Linked DNA regions of Drosophila melanogaster: region 2 is linked to region 1. Evidence: chromatin contacts called from public HiChIP or PLAC-seq data. All regions are on one chromosome and are shown on one strand. The core of a region is the stretch at or near the end of the contact, and the rest is flanking DNA. Distances in the headings are between cores, read along the strand shown. Region 1 holds the start of CG15343. Region 2 holds the start of CG10555.

Region 1 (4,894 bases), core at 1,766-4,265:
CTAGAATCATGAAAATGGAATACGAACTCAAATCTTTCAAAAAAAAAAAATATCCTCTTTACTGTTACTTTAATTACTAAGATACTTTTTACTGAGTTTTTTTAAATTGAAGAAATTTTTTAGTTTACAGACCTAATACGTAAATATGTTGTACAATTAAACAGTTCTAAAATCGATTCCGATTATGAAATGAGCAAATGAGAATTCATGTTGAGAACGTACGATTGCAAGGATATCAAAAACAAAGTTTCGAAGGAAGAAACGCGAAACCTAAAACCAAATGAGAAACCGAAATTTAACTAGAGAATTCTTTTCAAATATCAAATAAAGCAAGAACATTAATAATATAATATAATATTTCAGCCACGATGGGAGAGCTAAGAAGTGAATAAAACAAACGAATGCAACCAACCCAGTAACAACAACAACAACACACACACACATTTCAATTGCGCTCGTTTAGCCCATATATAGTATATTTCAATTAAAAGAACGAAAAAAAAAACAACACATTACAATATTTCAATATGTCATTAAGTCACAGCGAATAAACAACAACAATAAGTTGAAGGCGACTTACAAATCTAAACGAGAGAGAAACTGCGATCGTGTGTGCGAGGGAGAGAGAGAGAGAGAGAGTTGGTATAGAGATATAGTAACTATATGTATATATATCATCAGCGACGATCTCCGTTGGCGCCAAAAATCGAGCGATACTAACTAAATTTGCTAAGGTCTTTCAGCCGCTTGGTTTATGCGTGCTGTCTAAATCGTGATTGGTAGATATTACATTTAATATTGATCTAGAGTTTTTATAAATAATTGTTAACTAGTGACAACAGTGCGTCAATTGTTGTATTGCTCGCATCGAAACGCACTGTGGTTTATTATCGAATAAGTACTATTAGAACAGTGCGTTTGGCAACAGTCGAATTCGACGTTTTAAAGATATATAACATTATTTTAAATACTTCTAGGAGATTAATTTTGTAAGCCTCACTTTTCGATTTTTGCGTATATAGCCTTTGAGATTATCTGCACGTTTGATTTATCGTTTATATTCATGTTTTAATTTTGACAACCTTTAGTTGTTATGTTCTTAACGCGTATATTTGAATCGTTGAGATATTTAAATAATTTTTGATTAAAAGCTACCAACTGATATTTTTAAAGTCTTTACAACAAAAACGTTGACAAATTTACAAATTTTCAAGTGTTAAATATTCCTATTTTTTGATTACGATCTGAATGTTGGCCAAAACGCACTGTTCGCGCTGATCGCGTTCTAGCTAACACGCATAAACCGAAATCAGCCTGAGTGAGAGAGAGAGAGAGAGCGCTAGTTTCAACTTTGTGAGTTATTAGCCTAAGCTGAACTTGTGTCTTTTTTGGTTTGGTTTAAGGAAATGTGGTTTTCTACTGTGTAAAAGTGTGCTGCGTCCGTGCGGTAGGACGCGATTAGGTATCAATGGCCTGGTCATCGTTGTCATCCTCCGGCTCATGGCCACGTCCCTCGCGAATTCGCTTCAATTTGCGCTTAAGCATCATGACGCCTGCCAGGGAAAATGATTGTTAATCAGATATTCAACATCGGTTAGTGCAGGAAGCTTACATTTTATGGCCTGAAAGGTTTTGGCCGAGGCCGAACTGGTTTCGGAGGGCAGCGAATTGGACGTGGTTCTAATGTGTGCCAGCTTTACCTCCAAATAGGCCTTCTTCAGTGTCTTGTAGTGCCGGAACTCACTGGTGTCCTTGACCAGGATGCACTTAGCCGCCGATCCCTCGCCCGAACAATCCGACGGCGCTGTGTGATATATCTGATGGTAGAAGTATTGCAGCACCGGCGAGTTCCAAATGGAGAGGCCGTACCACAACCAAATGGGCACATTCAGGGAAAGCTTAAAGTTCTTGGCGAACAGCGTGGGTATGAAGTACTTAAAGGGCAGTAGGTTGACAAACACATACGCCCACACCATGATGCGCAGACCGAGGAAAACCTGGTAGATGATCCGGTGTGAATTGGTGCTGGGCAGGACCAACAGGGCTAGCACCTCGGTGAGTATGCTGTACAGACCCACCGTTAGATTCAGGCCCACAAAGTAGTTTTCGTACCTAAAAATAAAGAGTATTTAATATTTTCGAGCTTAAATGGCTCCAGGCTAGAATGGTAGGGACCAAACGTGTCTCGACTTGCCTGTAAACATCGATGGCGACGAGGGACAGCAGGTAGAGTCCCTTGGAGCCCACCTCCAGGAAGTCAGCGTCCTTGAAGTCCAACCACGCCCCATGCAGGTAGAACGTGATAATGAAGATCGAGTAGAACTGAAACTTTTCCGCCTGATGAGATCGATAGAAGATCAGGTTCTCCGAGGAGTAGAAGAGCGAGTAGCGTCCTTGGTTCTTCATCAGCTGCGGCAGGATCATGAACTCGTTGTAGAAGTGCAGGAACAGGCAGCTGGCCGCATAGAAGGCGATGTTCCAAATGACGCGGGCGAACAGCCTCCGCTGAAAGTGCTTCATGCTCGACGACTTCAGAAAGAACTGAAAAGGGAGAGGAGCAATTAGTCGAGCATTGGTCTTGGGTCACTACAGATAATGGTTTATATGGCTTATGGTCAGCGCCGATGGGTCGACTGTCACCGGACTTATGCTATCACCAAAGCCAGGAGCGAAGTGCCAACCGAATGGGGAAGGAAGTACATCTGAATCCCTTAAACAATGACTGTCGGGAGTAAAATCAATACTATCTTCGCCTTATATTGATTTTACAAGAGACAACATATTTAAATAATAATCATTTACAGCTTAGTTGCAAGCCAAAACAATACAAAAAGTGCCGCATTTCGTTGTGTTTTGAAGCTTTTCAAAGGGTTGGTAACAGTATTTTTAGCGCCCCACTCGGTTGGCACCCCGTCCACCCCCGGAATGCGCGAATCCGGCACCGTGTCCGCTCTGTTTATTTATAAACGGCAAATTGGCCGAGCAACCCCTCAAAAGAAAAGTGCAATTGGAGGCGCCGCGTCGAGGGTGCTGCGATTGAAAGGATTTGCCACGTGCTGGACCCACCTGGAAGAGCCGCTGGAAGGCGTAGTAGCCGCAAGACAACGCCACGAATATCCAAAAGACCCCGTTGATCAGGTAATAGAGGTCTATGTCCCGCACCATCGAATCGAAGCGGTCGTTGGTGATCAGGTATTTCAGCGGCAGAAAGAAGTTGCTGATCTCCGCCCAGTAGTCGGGCGGACCGGCCTTCATGTCCAGAATGGAGGTCATGCTGCTCCTCGGCGGGATTTCCCGTTCTGCCGCCCCAGAATCGCGAGTTGGTGTTCCTCGTTTTCAGCCGAAAATTGGGAGAATTTGTTTCGTTTCTATGTATCGATAGTAACCGATAGCTTCGCAAATATAACGTGAAATCAACGGCTATCGATTATAGAACCGCTGCAAAGTACTGCGCTTCTGTTACAGTGCTGTTAGCGTTAACAGCGCGCAAAGTGCGCCAAATTTGAATGACAGTACATTACTTCAGTTATAAGGGGCTTTACCAATTAACATTAAATGTGTATTACATTTTCAAAATGTATAAGAATATTTTTCGCTTCAAGGACCCACCAATATGACCTCCTCTTTGGCCAAAATCGAGGACTTTCCCTCCGATCCCGTTGAATTTTTTAAGGAGATCCTTCAGGAAGCTGCCAAGGGACATCCCGATGGATTCATACAGGAAATGAACCTGGCCACCGTGGACGAGGAATTCGGTGTGCTCAACCGCACTGTTCTGTACCGCGGACTCACCCAGGATAACTGTGTGTTCTACATCACCCATCGGTACGTTCGCAACTTCAAGAACCTTCAGGCCAATCCCAAGGCCTGCATCACCTTCTATATGCCAGATGTTAAGGATAAGGCCGGAAATCAGAATGCCTGGCAGGTGAGATTGATTGGAGCCACCGCCGTGGAACTTGACCAAAGCGAAATGGATGCTTTGTGGGCGAAGGAGAATTTGGCTGCCCAAATCAGGGGTCACATCTGTCCCTGTGGAGAACCGATTAACTACGATGATCTCAAGGCAAAGCACGATCAGTTCCTTCTGGATCACAGAGGAAAATCCATCGAGAGACCAGCAAGCTAGTGAGTTTCGAAGTTTATATGTATATCTATATTTAGTAAATTAACATATACATAATTACAACTTCTTCTAGTACCGCTTGGAAATTCCAACCGCAGCGTTGGGACTTCCTGAAGGTGGGTCTCGACCAAATCGCAGACCGGGTGCAGTACCGCCTTCAGAAGGATGGGAAATGGAAATCCATGCACGTGTCCACCTAATTGTGGTATACCCCCAGTAAAGCCATTATCTTGATTTTGGACGATTTCATTTTATTCAACAATATCTTTCTACAAACAGCTAAACGTACAGACTAACAACTAAATTTGCTTCCTTTTCGACATGTTTAACATACAATTACAACATAGTTAATAAATATTACACAAAACAGCAAAAAAAAGGACGTTTAAAGAATACAGTTAGCATAGAGTTACATAGGTTCGAGTAACATTAGAGCAGGTTAGTTACATAGTACATATGCTTAATTGCCTTACTTGCTTTGCTACACACACACATAATACCCAGTGAGTTTCGGTTCCGTTTTCTACACAAATGCGCTGAGGGGCGTGCCGCCGCCCCCTGGTGAACTATCCCGACTATATCGCGCTGATCGTCTCGCGGATCCAGGCGGCATTCGAGGCGATCTTGTCGTACATCCTGGGCCGCTCCACGCCCGTGGGTCCGCACGCGATCCGCCAGGAGGAGACCCCAATGAGCGCCCACTGATTCGTTCCGGGAATCAGGCACTGGACAGGCGCTCCCGAATACTCCTCTTGCTGAAAATGAACA
Region 2 (4,832 bases), core at 1,896-4,395, 130 kb before region 1:
GGGCTGGACTTGCGTGGGCAGCGGCGCAACGCCGGAAACCACTACACCCGGTGGCTGTTGCTGCTGCGGTTGTTGTTGCGGTGGTCCCGCATACTGCTGACCAGCTCCGCCAGGTCCGCTGGGCCCCGCTCCGCCACCAGCTCCGCCCTGCGGCGGCGGCGTCGATTGCTGTGCATTGGGTCCGTTTGGATTGTTGTTGCCACCGCCTGCTCCGCCGCCTCCCTGTGGCGGTGGCGTCTGACTGGGCGCCGTGGTGCTGTACGCTCCGCCCGGCGGTGGTGGTGGCGCTGCCCCGCTAGTCGGCGGTCCACCCGGATAGCTACTGCCCGGCGGTGCACCTGCTCCGCCACCAGCGGCCGCTTGCTGCTGCTGCTGCTGTTGATACGCCTGATAGGGACTCTGGGCGCTGCTCGTGGGTGGTGGTGGCGGCCAGTAGCCACTGGGCGGTGGTCCACCGCCAGCACCAGCCTGGCCATACTGTCCCGGATTCGGCGGATAGCCCGCATAGCCCATCGGAGGCGGTCCACCGGCGGAGTTCTGCGGCGGCGGCGGACCGTATTGACTTTGCGGCGGTCCAGGTGGCGGTTGCTGCTGGCCACCAGTCGGCGGCTGTCCGGGTGGCGGTGGTCCCGGCGGCGGTTGCTGTTGTCCCGGCACCGGTGGAACTTGCTGGCTACCGGGCGGCGGTGGATATGCACCCGGCGGTGGTCCTTGTCCGGCTCCGGCATTCGGCTGATAGCCATGCCCACTGGCTCCCGTCGCCGCACCGGCCGGACCATGATGGTAGCCACCTTGAGCGGCATTTGGTGGTCCCGGCGGCGGTGGCCCATAGCCCTGTGTTGGCGGTCCATAGGGATAGGCGCCCTGCGGCTGGTACTGCGTCTGCGGCTGTGGCGGATAGCCTGGATAGTGGCTGTGCTGCTGCTGTTGCTGTTGATAGCTGACGCGATACGGACTCTGTGGCGGCGGTACACCTGGTCCGCCGGCACCTGGCTGCGGTCCTGGTCCGCCGGGACCGGTCTGCTGCTGCTGTTGCTGTTGGTTGGGCGGCTGTTGACCGCCTGGTTGCGGCTGCTGTTGCTGTTGCTGGGGATTCTGCGGTCCGGAGAGGGGTCCGTTGTTAGGACGCTGTTGATCTGCAAGGCGAAAGATGTTTGGATGGAGATGAGTAAAATCACAGCCTACAACATACCACTGACTAAACGTTTTTTTTTTTTTTTTGGGGTTATACCCAAATTAAATTAAATTCTTAAACAATATGTTAGGATTTCGAATTATATTCAACAAATCAACAGTTTTTTAATATCACAGAAATTGGTCAAAACTAAAGGCATCGATATCGAATTCTTTTAAAATGAAGTCCAACCACATCCGATCATCGTCATCGTCTTGAGCGGCTACACTACACTTACTGGGCGCGGCATTCGGATTGATGACGGACTGAACCGGCCCCTGGCCCTGGCCAGGTACCTGCCCAGCTCCCGGCTGTCCTTGACCCTGGGCATTCCGATAGACGGGATGCTGCTGCTGCTGCTGTTGCTGCGGGCCCGCTTGGCTGACCTGCGGTCCCTGCTGTTGGCCGGCTGCTACGGCAGCTGCCGCTGCTGCTGCTGCCGCCGCTGCTGCTGCCTGCTGTTGTTGTTGTTGCTGCTGCTGCTGCTGCTGCTGCTGTTGTTGCTGCTGCTGCTGTTGCTGAGATTGCTGTTGAGCGCCCGGCGGCAGGCCAGGATGTGGCTGCGGCTGCTGTTGGGCGCCGTAGGGCGGCATCTGAACGGGCGGTCCCTGCGGATCGCCGCCATGCTGTTGCATGCCCATCTGCGGCGGACCCTGACCAGGTTGTCCCGGCACTGGACCCTGTCCCGGCTGCTGCTGCTGTTGCGGCGGACCACCCAGCATGCCGTGCGGTCCGGTTGGCGGCGTCTGCTGGCCACCCTGCTGCATCGCTTGCGTTTGGAGGATGTGCGGCGGCTGCGGGGGGATAGATGGTATACATTATTGGCGATCAGAAAGAGATGTTGAGCCAAGTCAAGTTCAATGAAATAGCAAATCTTATGATCGTGCACTTTGTTCTTTTTACCCACCGGCAGTATTTGTGAGATGTTCATGGCGGGATCGGCCAACTGGGCGAGGTAGACCAGATTGCGATGCAGCGCAACGTGATAGGACATGCACTCCTGCGCCTTGCCCATGCTCTGGAAGTCCTGAATCGTCTGGATGAGGCCGCAATTCTCGTCGAGCATCTTTTGGATTTGCGCCGAATTCACTTGCTGCGGCACACCACCACCTCCGCCGCCCTGCATATTGGCTCCGCCGCGTGGTGTTGACGTTGGTGTGACCATCATTCCGCCACCGGGCATACCACCGCCACCAATCACACCGCCGCCACCGCCGCCGCCAGAGATGATGCTGCCCGGTGATCCTGGGACGCCCATGGGCGGACGTTGCTGCTGCTGCTGCATGCCCATGGACAGGATGCCACCGCCGCCTGGTATGCCACCTCCTCCTCCGCCGGGACCTACTCCGGATCCAGGCGGTTGTTGATTGGGCGCGGAGTTAGGTGGAGGTTGCTGCAATTGTTGTTGCTGCTGCTGCTGTTGTTGTGGCGGGGGAGGCTGCTGCTGCTGCTGCTGCAGTTGCTGCTGCTGTTGCGGCTGCTGCTGCGGCGGTTGCGGCGAATAAACTGCAGACATTTTACTGGCTGCAGTCTTCTTCTTCCGCTTGGGGGTTTTCTCCTGTTTTTCCACAATTTTAGCGGTTATATTCGACCGTTGGGGAAAGGAAAGGAAAATTTTCGCAGTGTGCGGCTTTTTCTTCACATACACACTCGCACACACACACACACACAAACAACCGCGAGTGCTAGCACAAACACACACACAATTAAAGACACGCAAACACACGCACACGTACACGGGCCAAGAAGTGGCTATCTTTTTTCTCTTTTGCTTGTTTTTCGCTGCACGGAAAAACGCCGGCTATGCGGAAAATTCGTTGCTAATTCGGCTAGCAATTGTTCGCGTGCGACGACCCTCACAGGTTGGCAATGGAAAATGGCATATTTTTCATTAATTTTCCGACACTTTTTCGCAAATTGCATGGAACGCAACGACGCTTAAAACGATAACACAGGCGGCTCAGGCCGATTAATCGGTCGAATGCATGATCAAGCCGGGCTGTTAGTTAACAGCCGAGGAACAGACTGTGTTAGGGTTGATTTCGAATTCAAAGTGTGGTTTTATATGCTTCATTAAGCACATTTAAATATAAAGGTGGTCAAAAAAAATTAATTAAATGACTCGGCATGTAACCAAATCTCTTAACAAGTCTTTAAGCTATGTATAGTTAATTTGAAATGACAACATAATATGGCTTGCATGACGATTAGGACTGAACGTGCTAGGTCGCCTCAACATGGCGTTCGATTGTGTTGTAATCAGTGTTGTAACGCAGCGATTTGCAGCACTGGTTAAAATGGATACCGGTTTCTTGTTGTTGCTATTTTAAATGTAATTTTATTTTTAATTGAAAAGTGCAATATTACTTTCTAATTTGTTTACGATTGTCCTGCTTGACTTAATTTTACTTAGTAATTTACTTAAGCCATATATATATATATACATAAATATATTAGTGAATTTTTGAAAACGTGTTTATTTTAACGTCTTTTTTTTTAATTTTACAATTTGAATAAGACTCATGACTTAGCTATTAGTTAATGCACATTTACTTTTTAGCTACTCAACCCAGGTACTTTTTAACGTTAGCAGCACTGGCTAATGCGGTTGAACAGGGTGATTAATGCAATATCGATGTAAACAAAATCATTTGTTGATTTGCTTTTGGAATATGTTGTAATATTATATTAAAATGTAAGTGCATATGAACTAGAATCTATTGAAATATATATTTAAATGTCTGAATTAAAGGACAAAGTCGAGAATTTGCCGCACTTGCTTGGAAAGTCCGGAAGTCATGGTCAATTCATTTGATGTTCCACAAAATTTGGGATATAATATAATATTACCATATAATATATATCTTATCCCAGTGCATACAATATCCATTTTATAAAGGGGATTTCCTACCCGAAACCATTTGTCTGCCGCGCCTAAAGGATGCCAAAAGTGCCTTTAAGATAATTACAAAATGCAGAAGGAGTCACCAATTTCTCAAGGAATCTGAAATAAAAGGTTGGTCGGATGAAAGGAAACGTTTGATCCACACTTCCACTTAGCCGCTAGCAATGAGCAGCAATTCCAAGTCGAGATGGAGGAGTTTGAAACTAGTTTATCAATTTGAAAGTAGCAACGATTTCGGAACAGAAAGAGATGCAGAAGTCGACACCGGAGAAGGAGAGAATTCAAACCATGAGACTGAAGTGCATCAGCCAGAGCAAGAGTCCACCGAGGATGAGCGATTCCAATGCCACGTCAAGAATGAGTCCATCAACGAAGATCTCTCAGAGGAAGAAGATTACAGCGAACTGAGCACATTAAGACTGGAGGACATTGAAGAGAATGTCCTCGAAGGTACTCCTCGAATCGTTGAGATGCAGGATGACAGCAAAGTGCAACCAAACCACAAATACGTCAATGTAAAAATGTTTATTTTATATACATATAAATAAGGAAATTAAGGATGTTATCTATGAAGATGTATTTTGATTTGTAAAGATCTATTTGATAGTATTGTATGAGCTTGTGTTATGATACTAACAAGTGCTAGCAGAAAAGTGATTTAAAATATTTAAAGAATAAGTGTAACTGCTCATGTCTGCGATTATTACTGACTTCTTTCTGTGAAACAAACTCGTAATGATGTATATATTTAAG

Evidence for each region. HiChIP or PLAC-seq counts read pairs in DNA pulled down with a chosen protein or histone mark.
Region 2: a contact with region 1 is called in an H3K27ac HiChIP or PLAC-seq map of the Kc167 cell line, with 7 times the contacts expected there. The contact joins the promoter of CG10555 here to the promoter of CG15343 in region 1. A contact is called at or near these places in 71 of 107 Hi-C or Micro-C datasets (the D17-c3 cell line, the Kc167 cell line, the ML-DmBG3-c2 cell line and 23 more) and 3 of 6 datasets of contacts at active chromatin or transcription factors (all in the Kc167 cell line).

The regions. Positions count from the first base shown.
Region 1 is chrX:8,271,927-8,276,820 of dm6, reverse strand. CG15343 reads left to right here and starts at 3,015. Exons shown (of 3, transcript NM_132241.2): 1 at 3,015-3,138; 2 at 3,603-4,128; 3 at 4,200-4,497. The coding sequence starts at 3,614. The coding sequence ends at 4,326. CG1636 reads right to left here and starts at 3,409. Exons shown (of 4, transcript NM_001298084.1): 1 at 3,067-3,409; 2 at 2,195-2,541; 3 at 1,613-2,064; 4 at 371-1,553. The coding sequence starts at 3,273. The coding sequence ends at 1,459. CG1632 reads right to left here. Exons shown (of 8, transcript NM_132239.3): 8 at 4,359-4,881. The coding sequence ends at 4,702. It overlaps nAChRalpha3 (nicotinic Acetylcholine Receptor alpha3), which reads left to right. Exons shown (of 12, transcript NM_001298086.1): 12 at 1-621.
Region 2 is chrX:8,397,253-8,402,084 of dm6, reverse strand. CG10555 reads right to left here and starts at 3,145. Exons shown (of 3, transcript NM_001298087.1): 1 at 2,082-3,145; 2 at 1,413-1,968; 3 at 1-1,136. The coding sequence starts at 2,690. It also overlaps the pseudogene CR15345.